Regions from separate parts of the Mus musculus genome. Here region 1 is linked to region 2. A link is a contact called in public promoter capture Hi-C data. All regions are on one chromosome and are shown on one strand. Each heading gives the region's core, a stretch centred on a gene start, on an enhancer-like site or on the middle of the called end of the contact. The rest is flanking DNA. Distances are from core to core; before and after follow the strand shown.

Region 1 (2,816 bases), core at 18-2,517, 160 kb before region 2:
GAAAAAGGTACAAGGACAGAATCAACTCCTTAAAGTTTTATATACACAGGGTGGAGTGAGAGAGGGGTTGAGAATTTTTAAGACCTCACTTACTTCTAATTACTATCACACACTGCAACACCTGAATTTTGGACACATGCAAACCATAGCCAGGTATGTGGTTTTAAATCTAGTATCCTGAAGCTGGGGAGATGGCTCAGCTATGAAGAGCATTTGCTGCTCTTGCAGAGGACCCACCTGAGTTCATTTCCCAACCACCACATGGTGTTCCCTGTATCCTCAGCTACAGGGACTCTCACTTCCTCTTCTGACCTCCAGGGGTACATACCGCACACACACACACCACATACACTATACAGACACACACTACACACACACAACACACACAACACACACTACACATACAGACACATACCACACATACACACAACACACACATACAACATACTACACACAGAGACACATACACACACAACAAATACTATGCACACATACACACAATATACACATAATATACACACATACACACTGCACACACATAAACACACTACACACACAACACATACTACATACAGAGACACACAAACACATTTACACAAACAACACACACACAAACATACAACCCATACACCGCACATACTATAGACACAACACACACTACAACACAATACACACTACAACACACTACACACCACAACACACTATACATACTACACATACACAGACATACACACTACACACACACTGTGCACACACACACACTACACATGCTATACACACACACACCATGCATACACACTACACTTTTAAAGCTTTCTCTAGCAGTCATACATTTTAATTAGGAGAAAGTTCAGCTGTGGGAAGGGATGACTTAGTGTTAATTACTGAATGACTTCCTGCCATGAGCCACAGGACCAAGGGCAGGAAGCACCAGGTGGAGTCAAAGCCTTTGTCACTCCTTGGATTCTGTGAACCTTCTGGAATCAGAATATCAAACCTCAAACCAGCTGAAGCCTGTCTGCTGTCTAGAAGTTGTGCTTAGAGCCATGGGCCCACAGTGACCTCTGAAATCATAGCAATAGAGATTCCAGGGCCTGAAGTTGCCACCGGAACCTCAGAAGCTAGAACACTAGTCCTGAATCTACAGTGACCTCAGATACGACTGAAAGCAAAGCTCCGGTCTCTCAGCGGACCCTGGGCACACTGGAGCCAAAGGCTGGGGCCTGCACTGACCTCTGAGGGCACTGGGTTGCAGTCCTTGTTGCAAGGAATTGTCTGGTGCCACAGCGTTCAGAGTCCTGGTCTCCCTGTCCTCTCTGGTCCTGTCAGAACCAGAAGTTTGGTTATCTAGCACTTTGGTCCTACAGAAGCCAGAGGAGAAAGTCAAGACAATAATACATAACAAACAAACAAACAAACACATTTAAGGGGAAAGTTAAGAAACATGAATAGAGTTTCCAGGAATTTATGGTGGAAAAGAAGGACCATAAGACAAATAAGATGAAACAGATAGATAGTTAAAAATTTACAGAGGGAGCCGGGCGTGGTGGTGCACGCCTTTAATCCAGCACTCAGGAGGCAGAGGCAGGCAGATTTCTGAGTTCAAGGCCAGCCTGGTCTACAAAGTGAGTTCCAGGACAGCCAGGGCTACACAGAGAAACCCTGTCTCGAAAAAACCAAAAAAGTTTACCGAAAGAGTGGCTGGAGAGATGGCTCAGTGGTTAAGAGCACTGACTGCTCTTCCAGAGGTCCTGAGTTCAAATCCCAGCAACCACATGGTGGGTCACAGCCATCTGTAATGGGATCCAGTGCCCTTTTCTGGTGTGTCTGAAGACAGCTACAGTGTACTCATATACATAAAAATAAATAAAAATCTTTAAAAGAATATACTTTTTAAAAAGTTTACAGAAAGAAGTAGGCATCTGAACACAAGAGGTAAACAGGAGAAACCCTCTGTGACACATTACAGTCAGGATGTCAAAAAAAGAGTAAAGAAATAATACAGAAAGCAGCATGAGAAATTCACACAGAAAGGCAGAAATATCCGAATTAACCCAGACTGTTCTTCAACAACCACAAACGCCAGGGAAAAACAGAATGCAATATTTTAAACTCCAAAAAGTAAATAACTATGAAGCTGATAGTTGCTATACCATGAAAGACTACCTTTCAAAATTCATAGAGAAATAAAGGAATTTCAGGACAAACATAAAGTAAGATAATTGCTGGCAACTAAGCTAGCCCTCCAGAAAGTTCTAAGCAGAACACTTTACAGGAAGGAAGAGGAAAGACGGCTTCCTTCATGTAAATACATGACGCACACGCTCGGTGAAGACTACACAAGCTAGAAACAGCTGTGTTCACCACAGCAACCCAGCAAACCCTCAAAACCAACGCAAGAAAAGAAATACCAATAATCCAGCCAGAAAAATCACCTAACAGATAGAAAATGGCAAACCCCTTTATACAAATAGCATTGAATGTAAATGGCCTAAAAAGATACAGAGTAATAATAAAATGGATCAAAACCCAAGAACTGACTCTATACTATCTTCAAGAAACACATAGCCAGCAAAAATACCTAAAGACTTAATATCAAAGAATGGCAAACCAACCTCAAAGCAAATGGAGAATTTGAACAAACAGATGTGGCTATCCTTATATCTATCTAAACTTCAAATCAAAAGCAACGAGAAGAAATCCAAAGGAAGGCTACATATTAATAAAAGGAATAATTTGTTAAAAAGATATAACGAAAGCTGGGCATGGTGGCGCACGCCTTTAATCCCAGCACTCGGGAGGCAGAGGCAGGCTGA
Region 2 (2,911 bases), core at 13-2,512:
TAGTCACGTCACTGGTCCCCCAACAATTTCTGTGTCGTAGTTTTCAGATCCTTTATTAACCTGATTACTCTTCTTCATTGGGGTTCCAGTTTCCCTAAGATGGACCCCCACACCCCAACACATCCAGTTCTTTTAAATAGGGCAAGTTGGTACCCACTGTGGTTCTTTAACACGAAAGTCCACATTAGTGCTCTCAGCCATGTCCTGTTTCAGTGCTTGTTTGAGGCTGGGGGTTTGTGGGGGGCATAGCTTACTGATGCTGTGGCAGGCTTCCACATAGTTTGCTTGTGTTTTCTTTTATAATTCACTATGTTGAATTCATAGAACTGGCTTTGTTTTTTTTTTCCCAACAGAGGCCCATGCATATGGGTGCGTCATAAAATTAACAGAATGAATAATGAGCCTGTAAATGTTTGTACTCCCTTGCCATGGTATGTGTAGCAATTTGACCTGGAGTTGTCCGGATTATAGGTTGAAACATTAAAATTGATTTTATCAGGCTGACATTCAGAAAAACAAACTTAAGATGAGTTTTGTATTCAGCTGTTTCAGTCCTTTTTTTTTTCCTTTTTCTCTCAAGAACTTTTTTTTTTTAAACATAGGAGTTGATTTATCTGTTACACAATTTTGTCTTAGAGTATAATTTTAGCTATTTATCATTATTCATTCTTGTCTTTCCCTTTTCTTGCTGACAAATTGTCTCCTGGCTTTTGGTAAAAAGACCAGAAAACAAACATGTTTCTAAAAATAATATGGCCAGTGAAGGTACGAGCCAAATGCTTGTTTTGTTCTATTTTCTTTCCAAATTTTACGATGTTCCCCATAACCTTTATCAGATACGTACAGCATATGTGCATTTTTCTCTCATATCCTTCCTGTGTAGTCCAGGAAAACACACTTAAGTAGAGCCAGGAAGTTGATGGTAGTCACTATTCCAGGGGCTAAGGGAGGCACTAGTAGCTCCAAATGCCAGCACCTCGGGTCTGTAAGGAACTTGTCCAGAGAAATGTGCTCAAGTGCGTTTAAGGAATATGAGCACTGGACTTTCCTGTCTGTGGAGTGAAGTTAGTGACAGGCAGCATGGTGCCCACATGGAGACCTGCCCTGCTCGTGCAGACACAGCCACCTGTGCCTGTGGCTCTCTGCTAACCCGCGGGAGAAGTTAGAGCCGGTACAGGCACTTTAGCATCATGTGTGGTGGTGCTGGCTGGGCATGCAGCAATGGCTGCCTCTGAGGCTATGGCCGGAAGTGTAGCTGCTGTCCCCTGCTTCCGCTTCCGGTCTCCGCTGAAGGCCCCACACCATGCATCCCTGGGCCAGAGAAAGACTATGGCTGAGAAGAGGGTCCCGGGAGGACAGACCACACTGTGGCCAAACAGGAAAGCCTTCCATCTGACTCGGGGTGGGGATGTAATGGGAAAGGCTGCGGATTTACAGAAACAGGATGAAGCGCCACAGACAGACCCACGCTCTGGAAATGCCCGGGATGAGTGAGAGGTAGCCGAGGAAATGAACCCCAGAGTGAGGCTCAGAGCTACTCTCTACCTTTCTGGTCTTACTAGCAAGAAAGCCAGATGTGTCTTTCATTCCGTAGCTTAATATTGCCCGCAGGAGCAGAGAGAATGTGGTATACGTAAGCCCGGGACACATCTGTGGCCTCTTTATGTGCCCGTTCTACCAGATCCTGTAAAAGTATGTTGTCAAGAGGAACCAGATTATCAAACTAACTTTTAGTATTAAGAGACTTACCTCATGAGCGAGAAATGCTGACGACACTAAAACTTTCAGGACATTTTTTTTTCTTAATTTTCTGGAGGGTTTATCTTTCAGAGTTAAGAGGAGGAAAATGAAACAAAGAAAGGGAGCAGCAGGGAGGGGTGTGTGTGAATCACCGAAGATACCACCTTATCTGTCTTCTTGACTTTAGTCTCTGGCGCATTTCCATTAATGGGCAAGGAACGTCCCAGCACTTCTACACCTGTTATGTGTAAACTCTTGTGACATGAATAATCTGTTGTCCACAGCCTGTCTTCCCGAACTTGTGCTCCCCCCCCCCCCCCAGCTATGCCAGGTTTGGGATCTATCCGCACTTTTCGTGGCCACAGAGGCTGGGAGAAATTTAAACTCTATTTTGTTGGCTTCTCACACCTCCCATTTGTACCCCCAGGTCCTCTGAGGTTGCTTGATCATTATGAATGTCAAACACTAGCAACTATGCTCATTGATTTTCTTAAGGAAGCGTTGGAATGTTAATAAAACCTCAGGAACTTTTATGTGCTGTTGATGGGACTGTAAGGAAAAAGGTTATGTCCCTGCTTCAAAAAGAAAAACAGAAAAACCCAGAAACGATTACGTTGTGACCCTGTTGTCTTGCTTCTGGATATACAAATCTTCTCAAGAAAATGGAAGCAAGATCAAGAATTGAAGATGTTTATGTGGAGGTCAGAAGTCTGTTCTTTTATCATGCGGGTCTCAAGGTTTACACTCAGGTGGTGGAACTTGGTAGCAAGCACCCTTATCTACTGAAGCCATATTACAAGTCCTCTATTTTATTAAGGTTTAATACAAGTTGATTAGTTTTCATTTGTCACACACTATGGACTAAGTGTTGAGATGACAGTTATAGTATTCTAAAGCGGTGTGCATATGTATATATGGTTGACCTTGGGCACGGCAGCAGAAAACTGAAATAATGTGGATTATAAGTCATTCCGCAGCACTAGGCTTACAGGTGCTGTTACCCTGCCGGGCTTTTATGGGAATGCTTAGGGACCAAACTCAGGGTTACAGATCAGATATATTGCCAATTGAGCCATCGCCCAGTCCTCTGGAGGTACAGTCCCCTTCCTGTAGTTTAGGCTACATTACATTTGCCGTATGGCAGTAGATGCTTGAACTCCTGGATCCTGGT

What was found. Capture Hi-C pulls out chosen DNA fragments and counts their contacts.
Region 1: a contact with region 2 is called in a promoter capture Hi-C map of adipose tissue. The contact joins two enhancer-like sites. A contact is called at or near these places in 2 of 115 datasets of contacts at active chromatin or transcription factors (DN3 thymocytes and fetal liver) and 1 of 9 other capture datasets (adipose tissue).

Annotation. Positions count from the first base shown.
Region 1 is chr8:34,046,457-34,049,272 of GRCm38.p6, reverse strand. The region is part of intron 1 of Gm40487 (a long non-coding RNA gene); the gene reads right to left. Among named protein-coding and RNA genes, the nearest start is that of Gm40487, 2.7 kb to the right of the region's middle. Within about 2 kb of position 1,267, at least 20 of the 459 cell types and tissues checked have an H3K27ac peak or open chromatin away from gene starts, as enhancers often do. A contact at or near this core is called in adipose tissue, where this site is marked.
Region 2 is chr8:33,884,187-33,887,097 of GRCm38.p6, reverse strand. The region is part of intron 1 of Rbpms (RNA binding protein gene with multiple splicing); the gene reads left to right. Among named protein-coding and RNA genes, the nearest start is that of Gm51528, 38 kb to the left of the region's middle. Within about 2 kb of position 1,262, at least 64 of the 459 cell types and tissues checked have an H3K27ac peak or open chromatin away from gene starts, as enhancers often do. A contact at or near this core is called in adipose tissue, where this site is marked.